Linked DNA regions of Mus musculus: region 2 is linked to region 1. The links are chromatin contacts, called in public promoter capture Hi-C maps. All regions are on one chromosome and are shown on one strand. Each heading gives the region's core, a stretch centred on a gene start, on an enhancer-like site or on the middle of the called end of the contact. The rest is flanking DNA. Distances are from core to core; before and after follow the strand shown.

Region 1 (7,585 bases), core at 2,810-5,309:
GGGGGGGGTCACCACAACACAAGGAATTGTATTAAAGTGTTCCTAAGGCTGCGAACCACTACAGTATATGGTGCTGGAATAATGACGGTCTATTAACAAAATACAAAAGCAAGGAATTCCAATTAATATTTGAACTACACCAACCAACCAACCAACCAAACAAACAAACAAACAAAACCCTTAAAAATTGATCATAGGCCTAAGTATAAAACCCCAAATTACAAACCTTTAGAGACCTATGGCCTTCAGTTTGGCAAACATTTCCTCTTGAGGATAATATCAGAACCACAGCTCATGACTACGAAATATCCCTATAGGTCTGTGTGTTTCAACACTTGGTTCCCAGCCACTGGTGGGGCTGTTTGGGACAGATGCTGACCCCTCCTCCTGTAGGTGGAAAGTGGGGAGGAGCCTTGCTGGAGCAAGCATATCACTACGGGGCGGGCAGGGTGGGCAGAGTGGTAGACTTTGAGGTTTTACAGCAGGGACCCACTTGTTCTCTTCCTGACTCCTGGCTGAGTTCACTCCCTGCTCCTCTAAGGTTTGCCACGGTATTCAATCATAGCAGCAGAAAAATATGTAACGTGTAACATGTCCTGAAGAACAAGTTGCTGAGCTCGCAGTCAAAATGTAAAATGTCTGCTTACCAATAGGTATTAAGAGATGAATGCTGTCTTAGTCAGGGTTTCTATTCCTGCACAAACATCATGACCAAGAAGCAAGTTGGGGAGGAAAGGATTTATTCGGCTTACACTTCCATGCTGCTGTTCATCACCAAAGGAAGTCAGGACTGGAACTCAAGCAGGTCAGGGAGCAGGAGCTGATGCAGAGGTCATGGAAGGATGTTCTTTACTGGCTTGCCTTATCTGGCTTGCTCAGACTGTTCTCTTATAGAACCCAAGACTACCAGCCCAGAGATGGTCCCACCCACAAGGGGCCTTTCCCCCTTGATCACTAATTGAGAAAATGCCTTACAGTTGGATCTCATGGAGGCATTTCTTCAACTGAAGCTCCTTTCTCTGTGATAACTCCAGCTGTGTCAAGTTGACACAAAACTAGCCAGTACAAATGCTAAGCCAGAGACTGGGAAAAAATACTTCTAAAGCAAACGATAAAGGTCTACATCCCCAGTAAAGAGTGCCTGACACACAACAGTTAAGAGAACCACCCAATAACAATCAGCAAACTATTTACATAAATACTTTCCTGAAAAGGAGACAGGGGAAATGAGCACACGAACGGACTCTCAGCATTGTTAGACATCAGGCATATACAAAACCTACAAGATACACAACACACATCGAGTCTGAGAGCTCGCTAGATGGCCGAGCGTATCAGGTAACGGCGAGCAAACGAAAAACACAGCTGGAGTTATCACAGAGAAAGGAGCTTCATTTGAGGAAATGCCTCTATGAGATCCAACTGTAAGGCATTTTCTCAATTAGTGATCAAGTGGGAAAAGTCCTTTGTGGATGGGACCATCTCTGGGCTGGCAGTCTTGGGTTCTATAAGAGAGCAGGCTGAGCAAGCCAGGGGAAGCAAGCCAGTAAAGAACATCCCTCCATGGCCTCTGCATCAGCTCCTGCTTCCTGACCTGCTTGAGTTCCAGTCCTGACTTCTTTTGGTGATGAACAGCAGTATGGAAGTGTAAGCTGAATAAACCCTTTCCTCCCCAACTTGCTTCTTGGTCATGATGTTTGTGCAGCAATAGAAACCCTGACTAAGACACTACCCACAAGGCCTTTGCCTTGAAATATCATTCTCTGGCCCCTCACCCTAGGGTTTGTTGTTTGTTGTTTTTAACTACTATATATGGTTACTTTTCTTTGGCTGTGATAAAACACTATGACCAAAACCAATTTATGGAGGAGCTCACTTTTGCCCTACAGAGACAGACTTCCTACTGAGGAGGCGTGGCCGGGGCAGGAAGCAGAGAGTGAAGTGGGAGGGGAGTCTGGGAGATCTCAGGGCACTCCCCACACCCCATCAGCGACAGACTTCCTCCAGAGCTGCAACCACCTCCCTAAATAGTGCTCCAACTGGGGACCAAGGGTTCAAATATCTGTGTCTATGGAGGATAGTCTCATTAAAACCATTCCAACTACTTAATAGTGATTAATAATTAATAGTAACTGAGAGGAACCCAGAGGGTTGGTTTGTGAGTTTACCACTGAATTCCTTAGCCTAAACTATTATTTGGCACACCGAATGGATGAACCATTTGCTAAATGAATAATGAATTACAATCAGATGGGTGTGTTGGTTCAAATATGAAATGTCTCTAACAGGTTCACATGTTGATTGTTTATTCCCAAGAGGGCCTTGAGGAGACTTTAGGGGGGTAGAACTAGGTAGCAGAAGTAGGTCTTTAGGGGTGGGTCTCACCTGGCCCTACCCTCTTTGCTTTCTGACCTTCCCTGTTGGACTCTCCGCTGCCCTAAGCTCTGCCTTCTCCACTACGTGAGACGGAAACCTGAGTGTGACCCCGAATAAGCCCTCCTTCTCTTGAACTGTTGTTTCAGGTGTTTGGTCATAGCCACCTGAAGAAATAAATACAGACACTTTGCGGTTGGAGAGGCTATGCAAAGATAAAGGGACCAACCAAGATCAGAGTGGCTGTCCACAAGCAAATGGGGAGTAGGGCAGGGTGGGATGGAAAGGGGGAGGGGCGATCAGGTCTGGAAAGCAAGTGAAGAGCAGCTTTGGCCTTCAGCCTCTGTAAACTAACAAGCTGGACATTTATACAAAGAGCCGGAAGAAGCCGTTAGTTTCGAGGGCTTTGTAAGTTATTCTTCATTTTCCTGGATCCGGAAAAAGAAGAGCAGTAGAGTAGAAGCCGAGAAACAAGTCAGGAGATGGCACCTTTACTTAATACTATACTTAGTTCCAGAAGAAAACATTAGAACCGCAGGCTTACTAAACACATCCCAAACTGCAGGCTAAAGGAAAGCAAGACAGGCAGGACACCTCAAGCGTGGTGCAAAGGGCTGTGGGTACTTACAGGACAGGAGGGACCAGGAGGTATTTCTACTCTAGGAGATAAAAAGACTAGTAGCAGCCATAGGGCAGGTGCAAGGAGAGCAACATCCGTCTAGTTCGGGGAAGACTTTTCCTTAAGCAGAGATGGTAATACCATAATTGTGCAAGAAGTTGAGGCCCCTTTACCCAGTGCATGCTTAGCAGCAAGTTCAACAGTGAAGAGAACAGCGTGTCCCTGAGGGCTGCGGACAGGGGCAACAAAACCACAGCCACTCTAGAAAGAAAAATGAGGCTGGGAAGGACGGCACCGGCAGGAGGAGGGTTAGGGTAGGGTGGGGTTAGATGCAGTGTGGACACCTCTCCCTCCTCCCAAGGCCAACCTTACTTTATTACATGTAAAGAATTCCACCATACATCTCAGGGCAGCCTGAACAGTCCCTTATTGGCGTGTACTTAGTTTGGGGGGATCCAAACCTCGTTGCTGATCTTCCTCTATTTCCCAAACGCCAAAGCATCTTCTAGGAGTGAAAAAAGTTACCCCACAGAACCAAGGGACTAAAACCAGTTTCACAGAAAGGGTACAGCCTGAATCTGCTGCTGCTGTCCATCAGATGCAGGTCATCTTAAGTCCATCTTAAGTCCGTCTCAGAATGAGCCCTCCTACTATACGCTGGGTTGAACTGTACCGGTGGGGACGACAAAAGACCTAGGTCTCAAAGGCTTACTGGGGCTATGGCGAGCGCTTGCGAACCTCCCACTTTAAGATGGGTATTTCCGTGGTCATTTCTATCTCAGCTGAGGTGATTGTGACACCAGTCCCCAGTCTCGAAATTCAGGCCCCACATTTCTTCCCCATACCCCCCACCTCTACTCCCCCACCCCGGCGTCGCAGTCTTCCGGCCCCGATCCTGGTGCTTCCCTAGCCTCCGCGAGCGCTCTCACCGGCGTTGTGCCGCCTGCCCCGGCCGTGGCCGCACCTCCAATTGGGCGCCTTCGCGGTGTGCGGAGGCGCAGATGCTGGTAAGCAAGGCTCGGCTCACTCCACTCGGGGCGGCACCCGGACAGCTCGCTTTCGAGTGCACAAACCCCGCGGAACCTCGAACTGTTTATTTGTTGCTAGGGCACCGGGGCGGGGCATGCCGCACTGGGCGGAGCCCTTGTGAGCTCAGTTTGTGTGTTCCGATTCGGTTTACGCGGAGGTGACGATGATTAAGAACTCAAACTGGGAGCAAAGTTGCAAAGTTTTGTCTCCGGCAGTGCGATTGGGCGGGGCATGAGGGGAAGGGGCGGGCCGCCAAGATCAGCAGTTTTGTCTTTGGGAAGGAAAGGCTAGAGAGAGTGTAAGCTAAATCAGTCTCTTGAAATCTTCAGAAACTCTTTCACTTCTTCTGATAAACAAGAATAAGGTCTCTGAGGGTCGAGGTGAGAATAACAGAAGAAATGTCTGTAAGAGTCTAGTACAGGCCTCAGGAGAGGAAAGTGGGCAGGGTTCGTACATTATGGGTGGGATTAGCTTCTAACCTTGTGAGTCCATCCTTTTCTCCCAGAAAGGGAATGCGTTTGGGGGCATAACTCCAATTGTTTTTTTTTTATTTTTTTTATTTTTTTAGAACTTGCCATTCCATTTTATTCAGTAAGCGGATATTGTATATCTGTCGCGTGCCTGACTCCCGCTTGCCATGGGAATTCAGTGCCCAATATGAGCCAAGGTTCTTGAACTAAAAAGGTTGGAGGAGGAAGATGGGAACACAGCAAAGAGGAAGGGTATGAATTGCAAGCGCTGGCCACAGTTAAAAGTGATAGGTGCAGAGTTGGCTCAGTGGTAAAGAGCACTTGCTTTTGCAGAGGACCCAGGTTGGGCTCTCAGCACCCACAGGGCTGTTCACAACCATCCAGTCCCAGGGATCCAGCGCCCTCTTCTGACCTCCACAGGCACCAGGCAGCTCACTATACAGTGCACTGATACACATGCAGACAAAACACTCACCACACAAAAAAATAAAAACAAATAAACGTTACAAAACAAAACAAACAAAAAAACCCAAACGACCAGGAACAGTCCAAATCATGGGCCGGATATGGTAAACCCAGGGCAGGAGGCAGGTGAACCAAGAAGCAGGTTAAAATCCTGAAAAGACCTTACATGCTATAGTAGGTTTTGCTAGCTTTTCTCCAGCCTGGTTAGTGAAATGACTTTCAAAATCAAGTCTTTATGTCCTTTGGAGTTTTCACTGACAAGACTGTGTTTTGTCTGGCAATTTTATCATGATTTATATATCCCTTGATATGGCAAACTCTGTGTTTTCTCCTTTGTGGACTGGCTTCTAATCCAAGGATTGGGAGTGAGCCCCTTTCCCTGCCTGTATCTCAATGTTTTGTTTTGCTTTGTTTTGTTTGCAGCTTTCCAAGGTTAATCTCTACTGGGATCATTTCAAAATTTGTTCCTTTTTTTTTTTCCTGATCAACAACTTGTGATGGTGGTACCATGGTGAAGTGGGTTCTTGACTACATACAAGGTTTAGAAGACTTCATTGCGTTGGGAGTGACAATGGGGTGTTTTGAATGATAACAGTCCCCACAGGCACATATATATGAATATTTGGTCCCTGGTTGGTGGAACTGTTTGGGAAGAATGAAGAGGTGTGGCCTTGCTGGAGGAGGTGTGTCACTGGAGGAGGGCTTTGGCAGTTTCAAAAGTCTGTGCCAGACCCATCCCTCCCTCCCCTCCCTCCCCTCCCTCAAACTTATGGATAAGATGTAAGCCCTCAGCTCCTGCTCCAGTGTCATGGTTACCTGCCTGCTGCGATGCTCTACATCATAATGGTCATGGGCTCACCCTCTGAATTTGTAAGCAAGCCCCCCAATAAATGCCTGAGCGAGGTGGGGGTGGGGAGAGAAGCGTGGCAGGAGCGAGCAGGGCCAGAGCAGAGCGAGGCCAGAAAGAAAAAGTTTGTAAATGCTTTGTTCTATAAGTTGGTCATGGTGTCTCTTCACAGCCATGGAAGAGTGACTCAGACAGACAGTGGTAGTCTTTATTCTGAGGGAATATACAAATGCTCACTTTATAAGCTGAATAGATCAATACAAAATGGAAATAGGAGAAAGCAAGAGAAGGAACCACTAATATCTCCCAACCCCCATGCCTCCTGACGTTCTCAGGTCTCTACAGCAGCTCGCACTCCCAGGAAGCTCCAAACCGTCAATGTACCTGGCATCACACCCTGCCACCCTTGCCTTTGGCCTAATGTCCCTATGATCACTGCCATGTTCCCACTTGTATGGTCTTTGCCTGGGCTGCTGTAGTCCTGACATCCTGCTGCCCCGACTTCTATATCCCTTCATATTTTAAAGCACAGGCCAAACCATGGGTCACTCACTTTCAAAACTGTTCAGTGACTGATATCTATGACTCAGCTTTTCTATTTTTAAAAAATATTTTATTTATTATATGTAAGTACACTGTAGCTGTCTTCAGACACTCCAGAAGAGGGCATCAGATTTCATTACTGATGGTTGTGAGCCACCATGTGGTTGCTGGGATTTGAACTCAGGACCTTTGGAAGAGCAGTCAGCACTCTTAACTGCTGAGCCATCTCATCAGCCCCTTCTTTTCTTTTTAAAAAAGATTTATTATATGTAAGTACACTGTAGCTGTCTTCAGACACACCAGAAGAGGGCATCAGATCTCATTACAGATGGTTGTGAGCCACCATGTGGTTGTTGGGATTTGAACTCAGGATCTCTGGAAAAGCAATCAGTGCTCTTAACCGCTGAGCCATCTCTCCAGCCCTCAGACAGCTTTTCTAGCTCCCTTCTTAGCACCACAAATGCTTGCCGGTCTCGTTCTTCTCTGGGGGTTGTGATTCTGTCATGCCCTTGGCTGCTGCTTCTGTGTTCTCTGGATCTTGAATGCCCTGTTGATCAGAGGCCCCGTTGAAGGTTAAGGCCAGGCAAACAGGAGCAATACTCTGCCTGTTAGACGAAGCCCAGATCTCTGCAGCAGCCACTTGTATGTAGGCAGGCACAGTATGTACTTACTGTCCCCACGTTCAGTGGGAAGTAGAGTCCCCTTCACCTTACCAAGTGTGAGGGCTACTTCCTGCTCAGAAGTCACCAGAAGACACAGCCATCATCTTCTGTGGCTGTAATAAGATACCCAAGGTAAGGGATGACAAAAGATTTATTTGGCACACAGTTTTGGAGACTGAAAGATCAGAAATCCTTTCAGTTTCTCCTTCTGTGAGGTCATAACAGTAGGCAGATGTCATCAAGACATGAATGCATCAGAATGTGGTAAAAGAGGGAGGGTGCCAGAAAGACTTAATGGTTAGGCTCATTAATTATTTATTTATAAAGATTTATTTTATTGATATGAGTACACTGTTGCTATCTTCAGACATGCCAGAAGAGGGCATAGGATCTGATTGCAGATGGTAGTGAGACACCATGTGGTTGCTGGGAATTGAACTCAGGACCTCTGGAAGAACAGTTAGTGCTCTTAACTGCTGGGCCATCTCTCCAGCCCCAGACTCACTCTTTATAATAATAAATTTTCCCTTTTATTTTTTTCTCTTTGCCTTCTGAGTGCTGAGATTGCAAGTATGTG
Region 2 (7,585 bases), core at 1,998-4,497, 910 kb before region 1:
GATTTCAACATCGAAGGGAAGTATTCTGAAATCTATGCTTTAAGGAAACAGAAAAAAATGTATCCTAACCTCATCTTTGCTCCAGCCTCCCAGAGAGAGACAAAGAAACATGGTAAGGTCTCCTGTATCTTTTGTGGTAGGTTCAGGCACTAATTTTCCTAGAAGGAAGTTAAGATGGTGCTAGACTATTTTAATACTCAAATTTCAAGAAGGTTCAAGAAGTATAGGGTTTCCTGCCCTGTATCATCTAACACTTTGATAGTTTTTGCCATAATGATAGATTCTCAAGGCTAAAAGCAAACAAACAAACAAACACCCCTCAAACTAAATTTGCTATAATCTACCGTAATTGCTGACAACATGATTTTGATATTTAGGTACATATAGGTTGAAATGTTTATCTGTGCATAACCTTCATATTTTGTGGGAAATTGCTTTAAAGGGCCAAAGCTTAAGTGTGTACATTGTAAGCTAAATGCAGTGGCTCATGCCTTTAATCCCAGCCCTTGAGAGGCAGAGGCAGGCAGATCTCAGGAGTTTGAGACCATCCTGGTTTACATAGTGTCTTGAAACATCACCACCATAAAAAGTATGTGAGTCTCAGAGGCCCACAAGTCTCTCTGGGATGACGTGAGACGGGGGTAAGGGAGAGCTGGGACCAGGACATGTAGAAGGTCTAGTGTGTGTCTCATTTGATAACACCCATGGGGGCCTCTGCATTAGACTCTTACTAAACACCAAAGGACCAACAGGCTAGACCAAGAAAGGCCTCGTATATTATATAAACATGGGCTTAGATTTTCTACATTATGTAGTTGGCCTCACTGAAGGGTTCCAGGGTGTCAAATGCACAACTGTAGTTTAGACACACACTGATGGGTCTTTACACTGCACAGCCATCGCTTTAGCATAAGGCAGTCATTTCCTAGCGGTATAGGTTATATCTACCCTTCCACTGGCTCCTTTCCTTTTCTCTGTTCCTCCTATTGCTACCCCTTCCATCCTATCCCTACCTATGCTTCTCCTTGATTCCCCATATACAACTAAGACCAATCTAAAGAGAGGGAAAAAAAAAACCAATCAAACCAAAAAAACCCCTAGATCAATGTGGGAAACAGCTGAGGCAGCAGAGCGATCCATCTCGCTTAAAAGAGCTCAGTCTCACCTCAGCCCCAGTTTATTCACTCTTCCACATGTTCCTCTCACATTACCTGTTTTGAGCAATCGCCAGGCTTCATGTCCCTGTCCTTACCTAACTCTTAATGGCTATAGTCCAAGGGAGAAGAGGGCCTCTTCTCCAAAGCTTGTTTCATTTTCAGCCAAAGATTGTAGAAGAGGAAACATCTATTTCTTTCATGAGAAATTTCACATGATGAATATTGGTCGGACTTTATATAAGTCAAATGAGGTAGCTAGAATCATTAGTATAGTATTTACATTTTAAAATTAGGTTTACTCATTTTATTTTATGTATGAGTGGTTTGCTTGTGTGTATATCCGCTTACCACTTACGGCGCCCACAGAGATCAGAGGAGAGGGCATCGGATCACCTGGAACTAGAGTTACTGATGGTTTGTCAGCCACCACGTGAGTGCTGGGAATTGAACTCAGGTCCTCTGCAAGAGCAATAAATTCTCTTAATTACTGGGCCATCTCTCCAGTCCCTAGCATAGTATTTTTAATCGGGATGGAGTAACATTTTAAGTGGCACCATTACTAAGGTTTGGGCACATTATTCAGCGGAATCTATATATGATGGGAATTTTTTCTTTTTCTTTTTGTTTTTTCAAGACAAGGTTTCTCTGTATAGCCCTGGCTGTTCTGGAATTTGCTGTGTAGACCAGGCTGGTCTTGAACTCAGAGATCTGCCTTCTGGGATTAAAAGCGTGTGTGCTATCATGCCCAGTTTGAAATTTTTCTTAAGGGTATGTAGCATAATCTAGGTAGGACCTTTTCTAAGCCCTGTCAGGATGAGATAGATCTTCATGTATAAAGTAATATGTCAGCCTTCAGCTCTAGTGTCATTTATGGCGACTACATATGCCCTCTCCAAATATGAGTGCTTTACTTTTGTACCTAAAATGAACAGACAGTTATGGTGCATTTCCTCAACAATAACAAAGCTGCCAGGGTGTTTTACTAGTGGTGCCATTTCTAAGCTAACATCTCTGTCCCCCAAATGATGCCCTATCATTTGTGTGTGTGTGTGTGTGTGTGTGTGTGTGTGTGAGAGAGAGAGAGAGAGAGAGAGAGAGAGAGGGAGAGAGAGAGAGAGAGAGAGAGAGAGAGATCTGAGTAGAAGTTGTCAAGTTTGGTTAGAAGGTTGCCCAAGAGGCAAACCACGCCCTCAACGGAGGAAGGACTGTCATTAAGATCTTAAAGTAGTCAACGCCCTAAGAACAGGTGAAGCTGGAAAGACCTTCTAGAAATGTGATGTCTTCGATGCCCAAGGCATTAAAAGCGTGTTTTTCATACTCTGAGACGAGGACAAAAAAAAAAAAAAAAAAAGAGAAAACATTTGGAAAAGCACTGAGACACATGAGTATCCCTTAAATTACTTGAGTGTTATGCAGATTGAATCATTTGAAAATGGTGAAAGCCAAGAAAACTACACTGGTTTGGGTGAAGAAGGAATCATAAGAAGTTGGGAATGGCAGTCCCCAAATCTACCCTCTTGGAAAGTTAAATTAAGACCAGCTTTTCGGTCTCCTCAAATGGATCACATCACGCCTTCCTTTTAGTACGCTTCTAGTGCTCTCAGAGTCGCACATTCAACGTGTCCTATGCTTTGTCGTAGTTTCCATGAAGTCAGAGAGTGAAACACCAACTTCGCAAGTATTTTGGGAACCCCTGACATTTTCAAAGCTCCTAGAAGAGAAGCCTACAAGAAGTGTGCCAGGGGAGAGCTTCTTTCGCCATGGAAGGGCCCAGCAGTGGATTGTCAAAGATGCGGCTGTCATTTGGTGAAGACAAAGACTTAAAGCCCCACTCCTCACTCTCCAAGAACTGAGGGGGCCTGGAGAAGTCACTAACCAAATAAAGTTCCCTGTTTGTTGTCTCAGACCTGGCTTGCAGAGTTTGTGAAGCGGGGCGTGGTGAGCCTCCGGGCAGATTCTGGCCACGCCCCCGTGCGGCAGTGGGCGGAGCAGGGGGCGTGCCTGCGTCCCTAGGGGGCAAGGGCGGCCGCGGAGGCCCGAGGGGGGCGGGCCTTGGCCCCGAGTGACGGCCCGCCGGCCCAACCGGTGCGAGAACCCAGGGCCTGCCTTCCTGCAGCGTCTTCCGCTCGCCGGCTGCGGCGCCTGGGACGGTTGCGGTGGGTCTGGGCGCTGGGAAGCCGTCCAAGATGATTAAAAAATTCGACAAGAAGGACGAGGAGTCTGGTACGCGCGGCGCTCCGGACGCCCACTCTCAGGCGCAAGGGTTTCCCCCCTTCCCTCGCCCGCAGCCACCTGCTCTGGGGGGCGGCCGCAGCGGCGGGGTCTGCCCGAAGCCCCTCCCCCGGCGCCGGGGCCTCCCCTCGGGCCGCGCGCTCCTGGCCGGGAGTCGCCTCGAGCGCTCGGCGGCTCCGCCCCGGCGCGTCCCCGCCCCCCGCGCCCGCCCCCCGATCGAGCCCCTCCGAGCCGGCCCTCCGTGGGGCCCTGTCGGGGGGCGAGGAGGTGCGCGCGCAAGTCTCGGTACCCTGGGGTTGCTGGTGGGGTTAGGCCCCAGGGCGAGCACCCCCTGTTTTGGGAGCTGGGGTCGACCGGGCCAGGGTTGCGTGTTTATGGACTCTGAAGGGCCTTGATTCTCCTGTTCCCAGGGGTTAAGACTGCCCGGTGGGACACAGCTCATTGAATGCTCAGGCATCCAGAAGTGACTTGCGTGTTGATACCTGTCTGTGGTGCAGTGCAAGTGGGGAAGATGCCAAGCCTCTTCAAAAAAAAAAAAAAAAATCTTCAGCTCTTCAGTGGTAGCTGCTCTCACAAGTGTGGTGGAAGGTTGGGTTAGTGGACCTTCATGGCCTCATCCTGCATGGCCTTTACATCTGTGACTCTCTGCGAAACTGTTCCTTTCTGCTTCAGTAAATGTGTGAAACACATAAAATAGGGCTTGCTTTTAGGGAAATCCATAGTGTCCTGTCATCTCATTACTCTTGGTGGTGGTGGAAACCGACACATTTGTTAACATCCATGGGATGGGGGAGGGGGAAGCAGGGAATGAAGGCACTCATTTTGGATAGGGTTCCTATATCAGGAGAAGTCCAAGATATCTCAGTATGGCAATGACAGAATTTGAACCAGAATCAAAATTACTTCATCCAACTTCTTTGCATATTAGTAATAGTTGTCCTTGTGACTTCCAAGGGATCATTCTGTTTAGGTGAGATTTCCAAGCATGCAATATCCTCCTTTAGAAAAGTCTTTGTAGTCCAGCTATTGAAGACCTTCTCTTTTTCTTATACTATAGGTAGTGGTTCCAATCCTTTCCAGCATTTGGAGAAGAGTGCTGTCTTGCAGGAGGTATGGCTTGGATGTGTACAGTGCCTTATCAATTCTGTTTGAGAATAATGGGCAAAGAACCTAGGAAGTACAAAAGTCAGGACAGCCAAAAAAACAGTGAAGGACCGTAGACCCACCTGACAGTCTGAATATCGGTCTTCCCCCACATTTGATCAAAACTAGAAATCCCTTTTTTATTTCTATATTAAAAGTGACAACGGAGTGTAGCAGTGCAGAGATTGTGGAGTAGAGGACAAGGGAGAGGCTGGGACTATAGAAACGTACAGACATATAGACTCTGTCGTGTGCTGGGGGATTTTAATGACATGTCAGGAGTGGTAAGTGCAAGGTTATTAGAAGAGCTTACAGATATTAAACTCGAGGCATTCATATGTAGACAGAGACTCTGGTCAAGTCTTTAAAGTTGAAGTTGTCAACCTAAAGGAATAAAATATAGCCAGGAAAGCAGATAATGTCTGGTAATTTATTGTACGTCATACTACCTTGAGAGCATAGACAACCTGCATTACTTGGATATTGTACTAACATATTGTTAATGCTACTAAAGATGATTTGATATCCTCTGTGATAGAACATACACAATATACAGCATACTGTTTTGCATATTTCTGTAGGCACGCATATTCAACGAAACGCCCATCAATCCAAGAAGATGCTTGCATATCTTGACAAAGATTCTTTACTTACTCAACCAGGTAAACTATTCTGATTTCCTTCGATTTGTGTATTAAGATAGAAATATATAACCTACAGTGAAGAACTTACTGAAAAGCAGAATTGTTTAAAAAAGAAAATCATGTAATTTGAAAATCCACAGTGTGTGATTAGAACAATAATGTGTGAAAGTTCTTTAATACAAGGACTGAGCCTATATTCCTTGTTTAAATTCATGAGGTATTAGACCAACTAAACATGTACATTTCAATAGATATGTTGATTTGAATTCAACAAATACTACTTAGAACATACTTGTTACATGTATTTATTTTTAGTATTTTTTAAAAAGATTTATTTATTTATTTTATGTGTATGCATGTTTTACCTGCATGTATGTATGTGCACACCATGTGTGTGCTCTTGGTTCACAGAGGTCAGAAGAGGGCATCAGGTCACCTGAGACTAGAGTTACTTGGAACCACTCTGTGGGTTCTGGGAATCAAACCTGGGTCCTCTGTAGAGTAACAAGTGTTTGTAACTGCTGTGCCAACAGCAGCTTGCATGTATTTTGAGATCCTTTGAAAATACAATGTAAAGTTAGAATATATTTCAAGATTTTTTTTTGCTTATTTATTTGGCATGATAGTGAAATGTTGAAATTTTTGTCTTAATGTTCAGGTTTTATATTAGTATCAGTTATTACACTAATACTGTCAATATGATTCTAGACAAGTAATTTAACCATTATGTGCCTCATGATGTAAATGAGGTTATAATACCAATGTTTTAAGCTTTATAGTTAAGTGAAATACTAGCTATAAACAGTTATCATAGTGCTAGGCATATTTGTATTCAGAAATACTTTCCATTGTAACTCAGTGAGTTTTACTGCATACCTGTTGTGTCTTATGAACTGTTCTAGGTACTAGAGTTATAACAGACAAAACCAAAAACATATATTTAAAAAATTCTGTGTTCTATTATTGCTATTAATTTTCCTATTTGCTTTTGCCTCAAACTGTAAATACAATCTCAAAAACATTTAGAACCTTAGAAAATAGAATTTTATTTCATAGACAATATATGTATCTCTATAGGTATTTATATATATACCTTTATATATATTGTGTATCTGGATTATTTATATGTAATGCTAAATGTGTTATACTTTCCAACTTAAATTCTAAGAAAGCATTTAGCTTTTTTACCTTTGCTTATTAACTTTGTGTGTGCTTACATCAGTGTATGTGGCAGTCAGTTCTCTTTCTGTCATGTAGAACCTGGGAATTGAACTCAAGACTTCAGGTTTGATGACAAGTGTCAAGTGTCTTTATCCCCTGAGCGGTCCCCATCACTACCTCATCAGGAGTTTTTTTCTTTATCGTTTTATTTGATAATTAAAGTTTTGTTGTTTTACAAATAAAGTTTAATTATATTTTTAAAACCCCTAATTTAGAGTTTTAATAAAATTTTGTTGTTTGCAAATTGAAACTTGAGAAACAAAAGACATGTCTTCTTGAGCAGCAGAGCTGTGGTGGCATGTTAGTTAGTTCAGGACGTCTGAGCGGAAACCGGTTTGACTTAACTCTGCAGAGCAGCTTCTGTACTGTGTCAGAAGTGGCCAGTTCCACTGTGCTCGCAGAATCTGCAGTAGGGAAAGTTGATTTGAAGCAGTCAGAGTCAGGGTTGGCCAATACCTCTTTGTTGGAGCAACTAATGTTGAAACAATTACCTTGAGAAGGAGATTGCCCAGGACAGCATAAACTTGGTCAAGCAGAAAGGTTTGGGAGTGTTCATTTGTCTCCTTCCCTGGTCCTTGGTAGATCATTGTGAGAAAAGAAAACAAACAAACAACAACCCAAAACACTTCAAAATTTCTACAGAGCCACAGGTTCTGAATTGTAAGTCTAAATTTGTAACTTAAGATTGTTCGTATATAAAGAATTGCACAGGCTTCTGGGTATTTGTTAAGTTTCACATTAAAAAAGGTCTCTTATTGATAAGCAAGTTGGACACTGATTTAAATAGTTGTAAACTCTTCTTATACATTATCCTTCATCCTAAACCTAAGTCAGTTTTTTAAATTTAAATTTATTATTATTATTTTTTTACTTATTCACTTTACATCCCGCTCACTGTTTCCCCCGCCCAGTCACCACCTCTGACAATCCTTCCTCCTTCCCTCTCCCCTTCTCCACTGTGGGGATGGGGCCCCCTTGGGTATTTCCCCTCACCCTGGCACTTCAAGTCTCTGCCAGGCTAGGCACTTTCTCTCCCACTGAGGCCAGACAAGGCAGCCCAGCTAGTAGAACATATCCCTCATCCAGGCAACAGCTTTTGGGATAGCCCCAGCTCCAGTTGTTCAGGACCCACATGAAAGTCAAGCTGCACATCTGTACATATGACCAGGGAGACTTAGATCCAGCCTG

Evidence for each region. Capture Hi-C pulls out chosen DNA fragments and counts their contacts.
Region 2: a promoter capture Hi-C map of adipose tissue shows a contact between it and region 1. The contact joins the promoter of Copg2 here to the promoter of Smkr-ps in region 1. A contact is called at or near these places in 1 of 39 promoter capture datasets (hippocampal neurons), 1 of 484 Hi-C or Micro-C datasets (CD4 T cells) and 1 of 9 other capture datasets (adipose tissue).

What each region holds. Positions count from the first base shown.
Region 1 is chr6:29,981,803-29,989,387 of GRCm38.p6, reverse strand. It overlaps Smkr-ps (smal lysine rich protein 1, pseudogene), which reads right to left and starts at 4,059. Exons shown (of 2, transcript NR_040264.1): 1 at 3,922-4,059.
Region 2 is chr6:30,892,456-30,900,040 of GRCm38.p6, reverse strand. Copg2 (coatomer protein complex, subunit gamma 2) reads left to right here and starts at 3,247. Exons shown (of 24, transcript NM_017478.3): 1 at 3,247-3,380; 2 at 4,447-4,499; 3 at 5,114-5,194. The coding sequence starts at 3,344. It overlaps Tsga13 (testis specific gene A13), which reads left to right. Exons shown (of 8, transcript NM_054073.2): 7 at 1-112; 8 at 2,798-3,060. The coding sequence ends at 2,967. It overlaps Gm38781 (a long non-coding RNA gene), which reads right to left. Exons shown (of 4, transcript XR_003956419.1): 3 at 6,889-6,971; 4 at 6,252-6,801.